Regions from separate parts of the Sus scrofa genome. Here regions 2 and 3 are each linked to region 1. A link is a contact called in public Hi-C data. All regions are on one chromosome and are shown on one strand. Each heading gives the region's core, a stretch centred on a gene start, on an enhancer-like site or on the middle of the called end of the contact. The rest is flanking DNA. Distances are from core to core; before and after follow the strand shown. Region 1 has its middle 16 kb from the start of ZCCHC6. Region 2 holds the start of GAS1 (growth arrest-specific protein 1). Region 3 overlaps LOC110255610 (a long non-coding RNA gene).

Region 1 (3,885 bases), core at 476-2,975:
TCAGTAGGTTAAGGATCTGGCATTGCTGTGGCTGTGGTGTAGGCCAGAAGCTGCAGCTCCAATTTGACCCCGAATCTGGGAACTTCCATATGCTGCTGGTGTGGCCCTAAAAATTTTTTTTTTAAATGTAAATTTTATATATATTTTACCATAATTTTTTTAATTTTCATTTTTAAAGAATCTCTTAGCCTGATTGTGGAACTACAAACACCTTTTGAATATTCTTTGCAACACTCAGCTATCTGGTGATGTGAAATACAATGAGACCGCCAAAGCGCTGAGGCTCTTTTAGTTAACACCCTAGCAAACCCAGCTCTCCTGAATTCTCTTGTTTTCTTCATAGAGGAAGGCTCTTCCTCCAACATTTTCACATCTGGGCCAATGCTGGGGAGACAGCTTCCACCCCACATGCTTACCATCCAAAAGGAAGAGACGCACCTAATCTGATCAATAAGCTGACATTCACAGGGCATGGCTCACCGGTGGGCAAAGTCTGGGTGAGAGTTCATGGCACCTTGGCAGAGTTAAGCTGGCTAAGCCTGGCCCACTCTAGCAATCTATAATTCTGTCTCTGCTCCACCTCCTCTACCTGTGACTGGGTGTCACTCAGATCAGCCCTGTGGGATAGACCTGGCTGAATTCAGTAGCAAAGGAGGGAAGAGAAGGCTGCCCTTTGGCCTGGATTTAGGATGTTACTGAGCCCTTGCCCAGCCCAAGACCAAAGGGACACTTTGATCCCCATCTGGGTCTCAGTTTCTTGAACCTTTTCTCCTCTGACAGGTGCAAGAGAAGCAAAACTATATCATCTTAGGTTTTCAGCTGGAGTTCTTCATGACAACAACAAAAAATAAAGCATGCAACTCGCATCAGTCAGGAGAAATCTAAATGAAGAGGAACTTTTTTTTTTTTTCTTGCTTTTCAGGGCCACATTCACGGCATATGGAGGTTCCTAGGCTAGGGGTCTAATCAGAGCTACAGCTGCCGGCCTTCACCACACTCAGAGCAACACCAGATCCTTAACCCACTGAGAGAGGCCAGGGATCGAACCTGCAACCTCATGGTTCCTAGTTGGATTCATTTCCACTGCGCCACGACAGGAACTCCAAAATGAAGAGGAACTCAAAGCAGTGGCTTAGAACCCTAGCTTATATAGCAACTTCGACCAAAAAAAAAAAAAAAAAGAAAAAAGAAAAAAGAAAAATCTCTAGGGAAATGGTAGGACAAAGGAAAGCAGTTTTAGCCTTCCAAGAGCGGCAGACAGTTGGAAGGTAACTATATGGGAGGACATTAAAGGAGTGAGGTTTGTTCGCAGATCCCTCTGATGTCTCTGGGCCACTAAAAGCCTATTGCCAGCAGGAGAATTCATACCCTCTCTTTAAGCAGCAAAGAGGGAGCTTTTCCGACATCTGCGGCTTCTCAATTGCTTTCAGCTCAAAATAAATTTTTCTGTCAGGGAGACATATTTTGGAGTGACATTCCAGTTTCCGTCACAAGAAAGGAGGGCAGCAAAGAAAAGGATAAAGGCTTTACGCCCCCCAAATTAGAAAAGTAGGACAGATATCCTTTTGGGAAATACATTTCGCTTTACGCAAAATTCACTTTCTTTTTACTTGGTTTTTCATTTTGTTGCAATGATGACAATTTCCTAATTATCACTAGCTGACGAAGCGACATTTGAGGAACATTTGAGGAGGAAGTACATTGTGCTCCAAAATTCTGCACTACTAAGACCATTGCTTCTGCTTCCACCAGCCCTCTCAGAATCTCAGGAAATGAAAGTAATAAAAGATAGGCGTGGAAACCAGGATTTAGTGCCTTACAGAATGTGCTGGACAGGTAAGTATTTGACAAGTGAAGAAATAAGGTCTTTTCTCCTGCGCCAGGGTGATCTAGGACCTCATCTGATTTATCTAAATAAATCATCTGTTTATCTAAATCCAGAGTTGGCTTGGACGAGGACACTCTTACGTGGATGGGAAAAAGAAGAACCAGGAGTGACACCGTCCTGGGGCACACTGCACCCAAAATGATTTCACAATAGGTAGCGAGTTTATTTTTACTTCATGCGGCTGCCCGCAAATTCAGGTTTCTCTGGTTCAGCTCTTTTGTGCTAGCATTTGTTCATTAAAGTGAAATGATCGTCTCTTCATCATTGTATACACGCCAGGACTAAAGGGAAAAGTTACATGAAACGGCCTACATTTCATGAAGTTCTCCAGGTATCTGAGTTCATGAGCACGCACTTATTTCTCTGAGAATCATTAGCTCATTCTCTCCACTGTGTTCCCCTGCAGAGAGGGGGAAAAAGAACTCGGTGTCCCCACCCCCACATAAAAAGTCATTCTCTCTTGGCAAGCAACTTTTTTTTTTTTTTTTTCAGCTGACATGTCCTAGATTGTTCTAAAAAGAGCAAATATAAGAAGAGATGATTCAAAGACTCCCTGGGAACTGCCACCGTCAGCTCTTAATTACAAATGCAGGGCTAGGCGAAACATCTGGATTCTGAGTCATTCCATTTCTCCAGAAAGGAAGATGTCGGCATTAGCCCTCTTGTTGCACAAACCTGTGATCTGGAAGCAGGCTCCTGAGCGGGTCCACAGTGCGCTAGGTCTTGAGACTGCAACTCACCCCCACCCACTCGCACCTACATGCAGCACATTTTGAAGGCATCTTAACCGACTACCTGCAACTGAGAACATTTAAGTCTATTTTTTTAAAAAATGACTATGGAGTTCCCGTTGTGGCACAGAGGAAATGAATCTGACTAGGAACCATGAGGTTTCGGGTTCGATCCCTGGCCACATGCAGTGGGTCACGGATCTGGCGTTGCCATGAGCTGTGGTGTAGGTCACAGATGCAGCTCGGATCCCGTGTTGCTGTGTCTGTGGCGTAGGCCGGCAGCTGCAGCTCCAATTCAATCTCTAGCCTGGGCACTTCCATATGCCATGGGTGCGGCCCTAAAAAGCAAAAAAACAAAAAATAAAAATGACTGCAAAAGCAACATATGCGTGTCTGTGTCTGTGTGTTCTAAGGGAAGAAGGAAATAAATAACCTTAAAAACCTATACAGGTTTCTGACCTTGATTCTCGAATGCCTGGACCAATACAAATTCAGGAATATTGCCTTTTGTGTGAAGAGATCCTAGGAAAAAAGTGAAAAGGGAAGCAGATTATTTTCTAGAAAATGATAAATTCCAAAAGACAGCTGCCTGAGGCTTTTTGATTAATGAATAACAAAAAGATGACGGCAAAAGACATTGAAGAGTGAGAACCAAGTTCACCAATGTGTTTTTAGGAGTGACTGTCTCTTTTCATGTGGCTCCTATGGGGAAATTTCACTGTTTATACAGAGAGTGTAAACATCTGCTGACTTAACAAAACACTGGTTTTCATGTTGTACCCCTTCTCTCTATGCCGTGGTAGACAGCTTGACATTTAGGCTCACAGGCTTTGTTATGAATCGGCGGTTCAAATCCTGGCTCTCCTATTCATAGCTATATGTCTTAGGCCAAGCTTATTATCCTAAATTCCAGTTTCCACACCCTGTATGATGGGACTAATGGCTGGGTCTGTCCAGGGCAGCTGTAAGGAGAGAAGGAGATAACACAGGGAACCGCCACAGTTCAGTTCCTGGAACACTAAAAGGCTTGATGACTGTCGGGGTGGGGTGGGATGGCAGTTTGCAATGGATTTAGCTAGACAAAGATTCAAATTATGGGAGTTTCCATCATGGCTCAGCAGAAATGAATCTGACTAGTATCCATGAGGCTACAGGTTCAATCCCTGGTCTCGCTCAGTGGGTTAAGGATCCGGTGTTGCTGTGACCTGTGGCGTAGGTCATGGATGTGGCTTGGACCCTGCACTGCTGTGGCAGGCTGACAACTGC
Region 2 (3,885 bases), core at 382-2,881, 470 kb before region 1:
CACTTTAATAGAAGCCTTGGAGGGTGCCGGTTTGTCCCCTTCTTCTAGGTTGTGACCGCGGCTCAACGTTCCTAAAGATGTTTAATACTATGATTGTTTTTTTCATCGCCGTCTGTGTTAGAAATTTATATTCTTAAAAAAAATAAATTGCCTTACTGGATTTCTGTCTTGCAGTTGACAAGGATGCCTCGCCCCCGGACCGTACCTGCCAGATCGGTAAACTGGGATCGGGTTGCGGGGGAGTGGAGGGGTGGAGGGAGGGTTGCAAATATCTCATCAGTACTCCTAATTAAGCGTGTGCCTCTTGTGTGCATTTGGATTTTATTTTTTCAAGTTTCAAAGTCCCACATTAAATTCTGAGTTCCCTCCCACCCCCCACCCCCCGGTCCCGGCACACCCACCCCCGTTGATGATCGGCAAAGATGGGAAACTCGAAAAACAAACTGAACTCTGAAGCCAGTAGAAAGCACAGATTGGGACCAGGGAGAATTAATAAAAGTGCCCCCCCCCAAGAAAAAAAAACTCACACAGTATAATGAACCAAACAAAAAGGACCATGGCCGAGCCGGATGCAAGCAGCTGCCCCCAAGCCCTGCCCGCTGGTTCTGTGCTGCGAGCAGAGGGCTCCATATCTGAGCCTCCTTAAGAGTAGGAGGAGCTCCCGGGCCTCTGTCAGGCTCCTTAAGCCGTTCCTTTCAGGCCCTGAATGCCTGAATGTGAGCTGCCCACCACCCTCCCCGCCCTCCCCCACTCCGCAACCCCACTCCAGCGGCTCGTAAAAAAAAAAAAAAAAAAAAGTTTCAACAACAACAGGCGGGACCAATAGCATCTCGAAAAGCCGGGAAAGGGGGCCGAGCAAAGGGCGAAAGAGAGTGGAGAAAGGAGAAAGCGGGCAGGCTCGGAGCGCGCGGGGCCGGAGCTCGGAGAGCCGGAGGAGCGTTGCTAATGTTTTTGTTTGTTTGCTTTTCCATGCATGCATAATGAGGGGGCACCGCGGCACCACGCGGGGGCTCCCGGCCCACTTTTGTATTTAAAGCCTCGCTGCGAGCGAGTCCGCAGCCCGGCTCAGCGGATCCGCTCCCCGGGCTCCTTGTCACCCGAGAAGCCGCCGCCGAGGCAAGCCCGGGAGCCGCTCTCTGGCCGCGCCAAGTTTCTCGTTCTCCTCGCGCCTCCCGGAAAGAGCTCCCCGGAGCTCGGCCGAGGCCGGGGTCGCCGCGGGCGGAGGGGGAGGGGACGCGGGCGGCCCGGCCGCGGGAAGGCGGGCAGCGCCCGGCCGCGAGCCAGGAAGCGGCGCGATGCGAGAGACCGCGGCGGCGGCGGCGGCGGCGCGGCGCTGAGCCCGGGAGGAAGGAGCCGCCGCGGCCGCACAACGGATCTGCAGGCGCGGAGCAAAATGCACCCGCGGCGCCGCGCGGTCCCGCAGCCCCGCCGCGGCCCCGCGGCCCGCAGCCCCCCGGGACGGCAGTGAGCGCCTCCCGCCACCGCCGGGGGCCGACCGGAGGAGCCCTCAGTGGCCGTGCACTTCTAGGAAGCCCCCGCAGCCCGAGTGCGAGCCGACCTTCTGCAAGCAGCGGGGCACCAGCCGGCGGCGCGCATGGATTTATGAAAACACTCATGCAAGAAGTTGGCAGGACAGGGGCAAACTTTTCCGCCGGCTCCGCGTCCGACGCTCCCCGCGCCTCGTCTCCTTTCCGCTCCTCGCCCGGCGGCCGCCGCTGCCCGCGATGGTGGCAGGGCTGCTGGGCGGCGGCGGCGGGGCCCGCGGGGGAACCGTGCCGGGCGCCTGGCTGTGCCTGATGGCGCTGCTGCAGCTGCTGGGCTCGGCGCCGCGGAGCTCGGGGCTGGCGCACGGCCGCCGCCTCATCTGCTGGCAGGCGCTGCTGCAGTGCCAGGGGGAGCCGGAGTGCAGCTACGCCTACAACCAGTACGCCGAGGCGTGCGCGCCGGTGCTGGCGCAGCGCGGCGGGGGCGACGCGCCGGGAACCGCCGCAGCCGCCGCCTTCCCTGCCTCCGCCGCCTCCTTCTCGTCGCGCTGGCGCTGTCCGAGCCATTGCATCTCGGCCCTCATTCAGCTCAACCACACGCGCCGCGGGCCCGCCTTGGAAGACTGTGATTGCGCGCAGGATGAGAACTGCAAGTCCACCAAGCGCGCCATTGAGCCGTGCCTGCCCCGGACGAGCGGCGGCGGCGCGGGCGGCCCGGGCGCGGGCGGGGTCATGGGCTGCACCGAGGCCCGGCGGCGCTGCGACCGCGACAGCCGCTGCAACCTGGCGCTCAGTCGCTACCTGACTTACTGTGGCAAGCTCTTCAACGGGCTGCGCTGCACCGACGAGTGCCGCACGGTCATCGAGGATATGCTGGCCGTGCCCAAGGCGGCGCTGCTCAATGACTGTGTGTGCGACGGCCTGGAGCGGCCCATCTGCGAGTCGGTCAAGGAGAACATGGCCCGCCTGTGCTTCGGCGCCGAGCTGGGCAACGGCCCGGGCAGTAGCGGCTCGGACGGGGGCCTGGACGACTACTACGATGAGGAGTATGACGACGAACAGCGCGCTGGGGGCGCGGGCGGGGAGCAGCCGCTGGACGACGACGACGGCGTCCCGCACCCGCCGCGCCCGGGCGGCGGCGCTGCTGCGGCAGGCGGCCGCGGCGACCTGCCCTACGGGTCCGGGCGCAGGAGCAGCAGCGGCGGCTGCCGCTCGGCGCCCCGAGGCGTCTGGACCCAGCTTGCCTCCATCTTGCTGCTGCTGCTGCTGCTGCTCCCGCTGCTCTTTTAGCCCGCGGGAGGGCGGGCGCCGGGACACCTGTGGCTCGGGGACAGGGTGGGTGGTTGGGGACGCTCTCTAGGTAGATTCTGCCTAGTCGGGCTCCCCCACCCACCCGACTCTTGCACGACCCCCGCCTCCTCTCCCGCGCAGGACTTTTTGGACATCCTCCCTGTCCCGCATTCCAGGCTCCAGAAACTCCTTGCAGAAACCCTCCTAGTTTGAGCTCAGGACGCCCGGGATGAAACGGGCTTGGGGGGGCGGCGGCGCGGGGGGGAACAGAACCGTAGTCCTGGACTCCGAAGAGAAGATGCTGACCAGTGGGGCCTTAAGAGTTTCAAGGGACTGGGTTTAGAGCAGGGGTTTTGAAGGAGGATTTCTATGTGCAAAGGGGCTGGTTATTAACATGTCTCCTGCGAGGGGGGAAAAAAGTGCCGGTATCGACTTTTATTGTGGCCAGTGAAGACATTGCAATCTAACCGATTCTTTCGTTTACTCTCGGTATCCGCGCCCAGAAATCTCAGTTTGGCGGGGGCGGGCGGGGGGGGGCGGGCATGAGAGGGGTTAATGTTGCTGAATTAGTTTTGGATAACTTTGAGCCCTTGACTTTAATTTCATTGGCACCACTCTGATCTCTAAGCACATTTCTAAGGATTAAGGGTCAAAAAATGCTGATCTAAAGAGTTGCTAGTGGTGTTGAACAATGCAACTTTATATCTGAAAGAGCTCTGCACTGCCATCTATGAAGGCCTCTTTATGATGTTTGTTTTATTATCGTTTTTGGTTCTTTACATCAAATGGTATGTACAAATAATGCGGAGAACATATATTGCCTCTGCTTTTATCAGGGTGCTCACCCCTGGTACTTCGTATATAAAGTGTATTAAAACTGGGTTTGTTACCAGTTGCTGTATTTTGTATATAGAATTTTTATAAATTGTATGCTTCAGAAATAATTTATTTTTAAAAGAAATTTAAAAATTTAAATCCACATTCATGGTACACCTTTCTTCTCTGAAATGTACAAAATCTGTTTGTCACCAGGAATCCAAAATCACAGTCCATTGTGAAGTGTACTCTATCTAGAACCATTTTAAAATGTACAGTGTATTTTATAGATTTG
Region 3 (3,885 bases), core at 423-2,922, 400 kb before region 1:
GGTGGGCAGAGTACAATGGAAGATGTGCGTTCTTTTGACTGCTGTTTTTATTTCTGAGATGTGTTCCTAGAAGCTTTGCTAGGTGTCTCCTTTCCCTCTTCATAAATAGAGGGAGTGGACTTATGGTGTTTGTTTTCAAGGAAAGGGAGAATGTGTCCTTGGCTTTTCCAGGGCCACCTACATTTTACAGAGTAGCCAGGCAACCAGTACATCTTGGTTATTTGATTTAGAAAAATATTCACAGCCAATATTCTCTGAGGCTTAGAAAGTCCACGGATGTAAACAAATTTTTTTTTTTTTCTCAGCTCAGTCTCCGAATGGAAAGAAGCAAGGGTAAAATGCCATGTAATTGGTTTTTCTGGATCTGACATGATGGGGCCAAGGTGGATGGACTCTTGCGTTTTCCACCTCTAGGCTCCAGGAGGGGCACCTCTTGAATGGGCTTGCCTGGCCAATGCTGGCCACTCAGTGCCAGGAGAGGAGGAAAACAGGAGGCCCCCGGCAAATGGCCACTCCAGCCCAACCAAGATGGCAACCTGGGGCAGAAAGGGGTCCTGCCATGCCCTCGTGCCTTGGCTCACAACACCCCGGAAAGGAAGGCACGCCTTTTATCACCTCTTATTATAGATATGCACATACTCAGGTAGACAGCCAAAATTTATTCACTACATTTTTTCACTAAATAACCGGGGGAGATGGGAACAGAGTGAGGACTATTTGACTCTGGATCCCATTCCCTTAGTACAGAGTCTGGCATACTAACAGATGTTGCCCAATGTTTTTGAAGGTGGGAGTGACCAACCAGTCCTGGTCTGCCAAGATGTTATTGATTTTAACAGTGAACTCCAGATGTCCATGACAACTGGATGGTGGGGTCACTCTGTTCATAATGCCACAGAGTTGCTCACCAACTGGCAGAATTCTGAATTACGTTCGGTTTCCCTCTTGCAAATCTGGGTATCGTCCGTCTCATCAACCTGGGGGCATAAGATTTGCCAGAAGCAGACAAAGAAGTTTCTATTGTAAAAAAATCAATGTCTTTCTCGGACTGTTGGAAAATTCTTTGTTTTGTTTTTCGAATACCTGTCCGAATGATCAGTCAGCATGAAAAACTGAAAGCTTGTGAGTAGAAAAGAACAAACCCCAATAAGAAGCATGACAAATGATTTCAGTTACAGGGCTCATAGATTGCTTTCCTTCTCCAAAGTTATTTGCCAGGTGACTTATTGCAAACATACTGGCCAGTATGAAGGGATCCGAGGTTGTAGGTTGAATACTTTGATGTGAGAAGATAATTTTACAAGAAATAAATGACAGGGGAAAAAAAGATCATCAGAAATGTTCTCCTGCTCCCTTTCAGAAACAAGAATAAAATAGAGATTTGACCAAAGAAATATCCTGCCACTTAGCAATTCTGTTTTAAAATCCATTGTGCATTTGCAGAATTTCCTCAAATGAAATGCCACAATAAAGAATGCCCATTTTACAGTCCTAAACATATTTAATATACTGTTTTTACAACAGCTGTTGCTTTCACAGAACTTTAACCCTGTTGTGTAAATGCATCACCAGGAAAACACTCAGGTTGTCATGGAGACAACCTTAGCCAAGGCCCTTTGCTTGGTTGAACTGGTGTCAGCTTTCAGCCTCCCTGCATTCCAGTCTGGCATCAACCCCAGGCTACAGCTCAGACTTCATTAGAGGCCCTGATGAAGGACAGCACCGGAATCCGAAGCAATGACTAGAACTGTCTGACCGCTTTCTATCAACACACCTGATAGGAGAACTGAAAATTAATTCCAGAGGGAACGATGGTATTAATCAAGATTTTCTGGCATCTTCCTTGAAGAACGCCTGATCGATCCAGCTGTCGTTTTCTAGCTCATTTTAGGCCCACCTTTGTCTCAGCAGGGAGAGATAGCATTACAGCTGACATTTGGAAGATTATTTAAAGTATTGGGTGACAGAGGCCCCAAGTGTAAAGCCAAATTTTCAGTGTTCCTCAAAGAACTGGTGAAATTTCTATCACCCCATGAAGAAAATATAGAACCACAGCGGCATTAACTTCTGCCTGCTAACAACCCATGATAGCATCTTCTAGAAAATGTTGAATACTTTGACTTTAGCCGAAACAGAGCTTGAAGGGAAAGTGCAAAATCCATTGAATAAAAAGCAAAATTGATGGTAAGTGGTCCTTCTTGCAAAGCCTTGCAAAAGAGAGGGAAATGAAGTCCTATCTTGGCTAACCACTTCAGAGAGAAAATAAAAACAAAATACTTCTAAAATGGTTAGGTTTGGAGTTCCCGTCGTGGCTCGGTGATTAACGAATCTGACTAAACCATGAGGTTTTGGGTTCGACCCCTGGCCTTGCTCAGTGGGTTGAGGATCCAGCATTGCTGTGAGCTGTGGTATAGGTTGCAGAAGTAGCTCAGATCTGGCGTTGCTGTGGCTGTGGTGTAGGCTGGCGGCTACAGCTCTGATTAGACCCCTAGCCTGGGAACCTCCATATGCCATGAGTGCGGCCCTAGAAAAGACAAAAAAAAAAAAAAAAAAAAAAAAAAGAGCCTTGGCTCAGTAACAGGTGTGTCACAGTTGAGGTTACTTTACTTAATGGGCCGTAGCTGATATTCCAAACAAGATGTTTCAGAAATCTGTGGCATCATAAGAATTGTGAAATAGTAAGCAATGGCTTATTTGTCCTCTGTTCAAAGAGCTTAGTTAAGGCTCTGTTCTCATTGCCTCTAGGGCTTGATGTGACAGGGCTGAAGCTGAGAAAAAAAAATAAATGTTGATTTCCTGGCTTTAGCTTCCCAAATCCTGATCCCTGAGGCAAATACAAAGGGCTCCAATGGAGAGTAAATGCTTGGTCAAAACAAGACTATGAGCAGAGCTTCCTGCCGAACCCAGAACTTCTTTTTTTTTTTTTTTTTGTCTTTTTGCTATTTCTTTGGGCAGCTCCCGCAGCATATGGAGGTTACCAGGCTAGGGGTCTAATCGGAGCTGTATCCACCGGCCTACACCAGAACCACAGCAACGCAGGATCCGAGCCGCGTCTGCAACCTACACCACAGCTCACGGCAACGCCGGATCCTTAACCCACTGAGCAAGGGCAGGGACCGAACCCGCAACCTCATGGTTCCTAGTCGGATTCGTTAACCACTGCGCCACGACGGGAACTCCCAAACCCAGAACTTCTATGATTTCCCCGACTGAAGCAGATGATATGAAGAGGGAGGTAATGAGAGCAGAGAGGTGGGTGAGGCTGAGAGGGAACCACTGGATTTAATGGGGATGGAATGGAGAGGAAAAAGGACCATCTCAACAAAATGCTACCATGAGAGACTTGGTTTAAGTGTCCAGGCACTGGATGGGACTTAGAGGTCTAGTAACCAGACTCTTAGCCAGGCACACTTAGCAGAAGCACCTCTCAGTACCCCAATTCTCTCTCTCCCCGTCCAACCTACTAGTTGGCATAGACTTAGGTCTGCTGCCCAGACCTCATGGGAGTTTTACGTGTTGCTCATAATGCTTGTCTGCTGTGCACTGGCTGGGCACCCTGCCCCTCAACCACCTTTGTCCTCTGCATGAGAATCCAGGGCCAACTACCAGTCACTACCTGGGCCCAAGGCAAAAGGAAACAGACTGTGACAAGGCCGAAAATGATTTGTAAATCTTCTCTCCTAACACGACATGTGTACCTGTTGCTCACACTTCTTTGGCCAACACAAAGCACGTGCTAAGCCCGATTTCAGTGGCGGGCTCAGGCAAAGGAGGTGGCTGGCAGGGACTGTTCATGCCATCTGCCGCATGCACTCTGTGTAGCAAACAAGCCCTCTACAATGTAATGAGAGCGTGTGATGGGCCTTGAACCCCTGGCAGGTGTAT

The links. Hi-C and Micro-C count contacts between places; a contact is called where the count stands out from the background.
Region 2: a Hi-C map of liver shows a contact between it and region 1, with 6 times the contacts expected there. The contact joins the promoter of GAS1 here to the enhancer-like site in region 1. A contact is called at or near these places in 3 of 5 promoter capture datasets (fetal skeletal muscle and liver), 12 of 47 Hi-C or Micro-C datasets (embryonic fibroblasts, heart right ventricle, liver and 5 more) and 2 of 2 datasets of contacts at active chromatin or transcription factors (alveolar macrophages and skeletal muscle).
Region 3: a contact with region 1 is called in a Hi-C map of liver, with 12 times the contacts expected there. The contact joins two enhancer-like sites. A contact is called at or near these places in 7 of 47 Hi-C or Micro-C datasets (embryonic fibroblasts, liver and skeletal muscle).

Annotation. Positions count from the first base shown.
Region 1 is chr10:28,977,951-28,981,835 of Sscrofa11.1, forward strand. No RefSeq gene overlaps it. Among named protein-coding and RNA genes, the nearest start is that of ZCCHC6, 16 kb to the right of the region's middle. Within about 2 kb of position 1,726, at least 11 of the 83 cell types and tissues checked have an H3K27ac peak or open chromatin away from gene starts, as enhancers often do. A contact at or near this core is called in alveolar macrophages, liver and subcutaneous adipose tissue, where this site is marked.
Region 2 is chr10:28,507,537-28,511,421 of Sscrofa11.1, forward strand. It overlaps GAS1 (growth arrest-specific protein 1), which reads left to right and starts at 1,632. Exons shown (of 1, transcript XM_021064627.1): 1 at 1,632-3,885. The coding sequence starts at 1,725. The coding sequence ends at 2,774.
Region 3 is chr10:28,581,934-28,585,818 of Sscrofa11.1, forward strand. The region is part of intron 1 of LOC110255610 (a long non-coding RNA gene); the gene reads left to right. Among named protein-coding and RNA genes, the nearest start is that of GAS1, 75 kb to the left of the region's middle. Within about 2 kb of position 1,673, at least 25 of the 83 cell types and tissues checked have an H3K27ac peak or open chromatin away from gene starts, as enhancers often do. A contact at or near this core is called in liver, where this site is marked.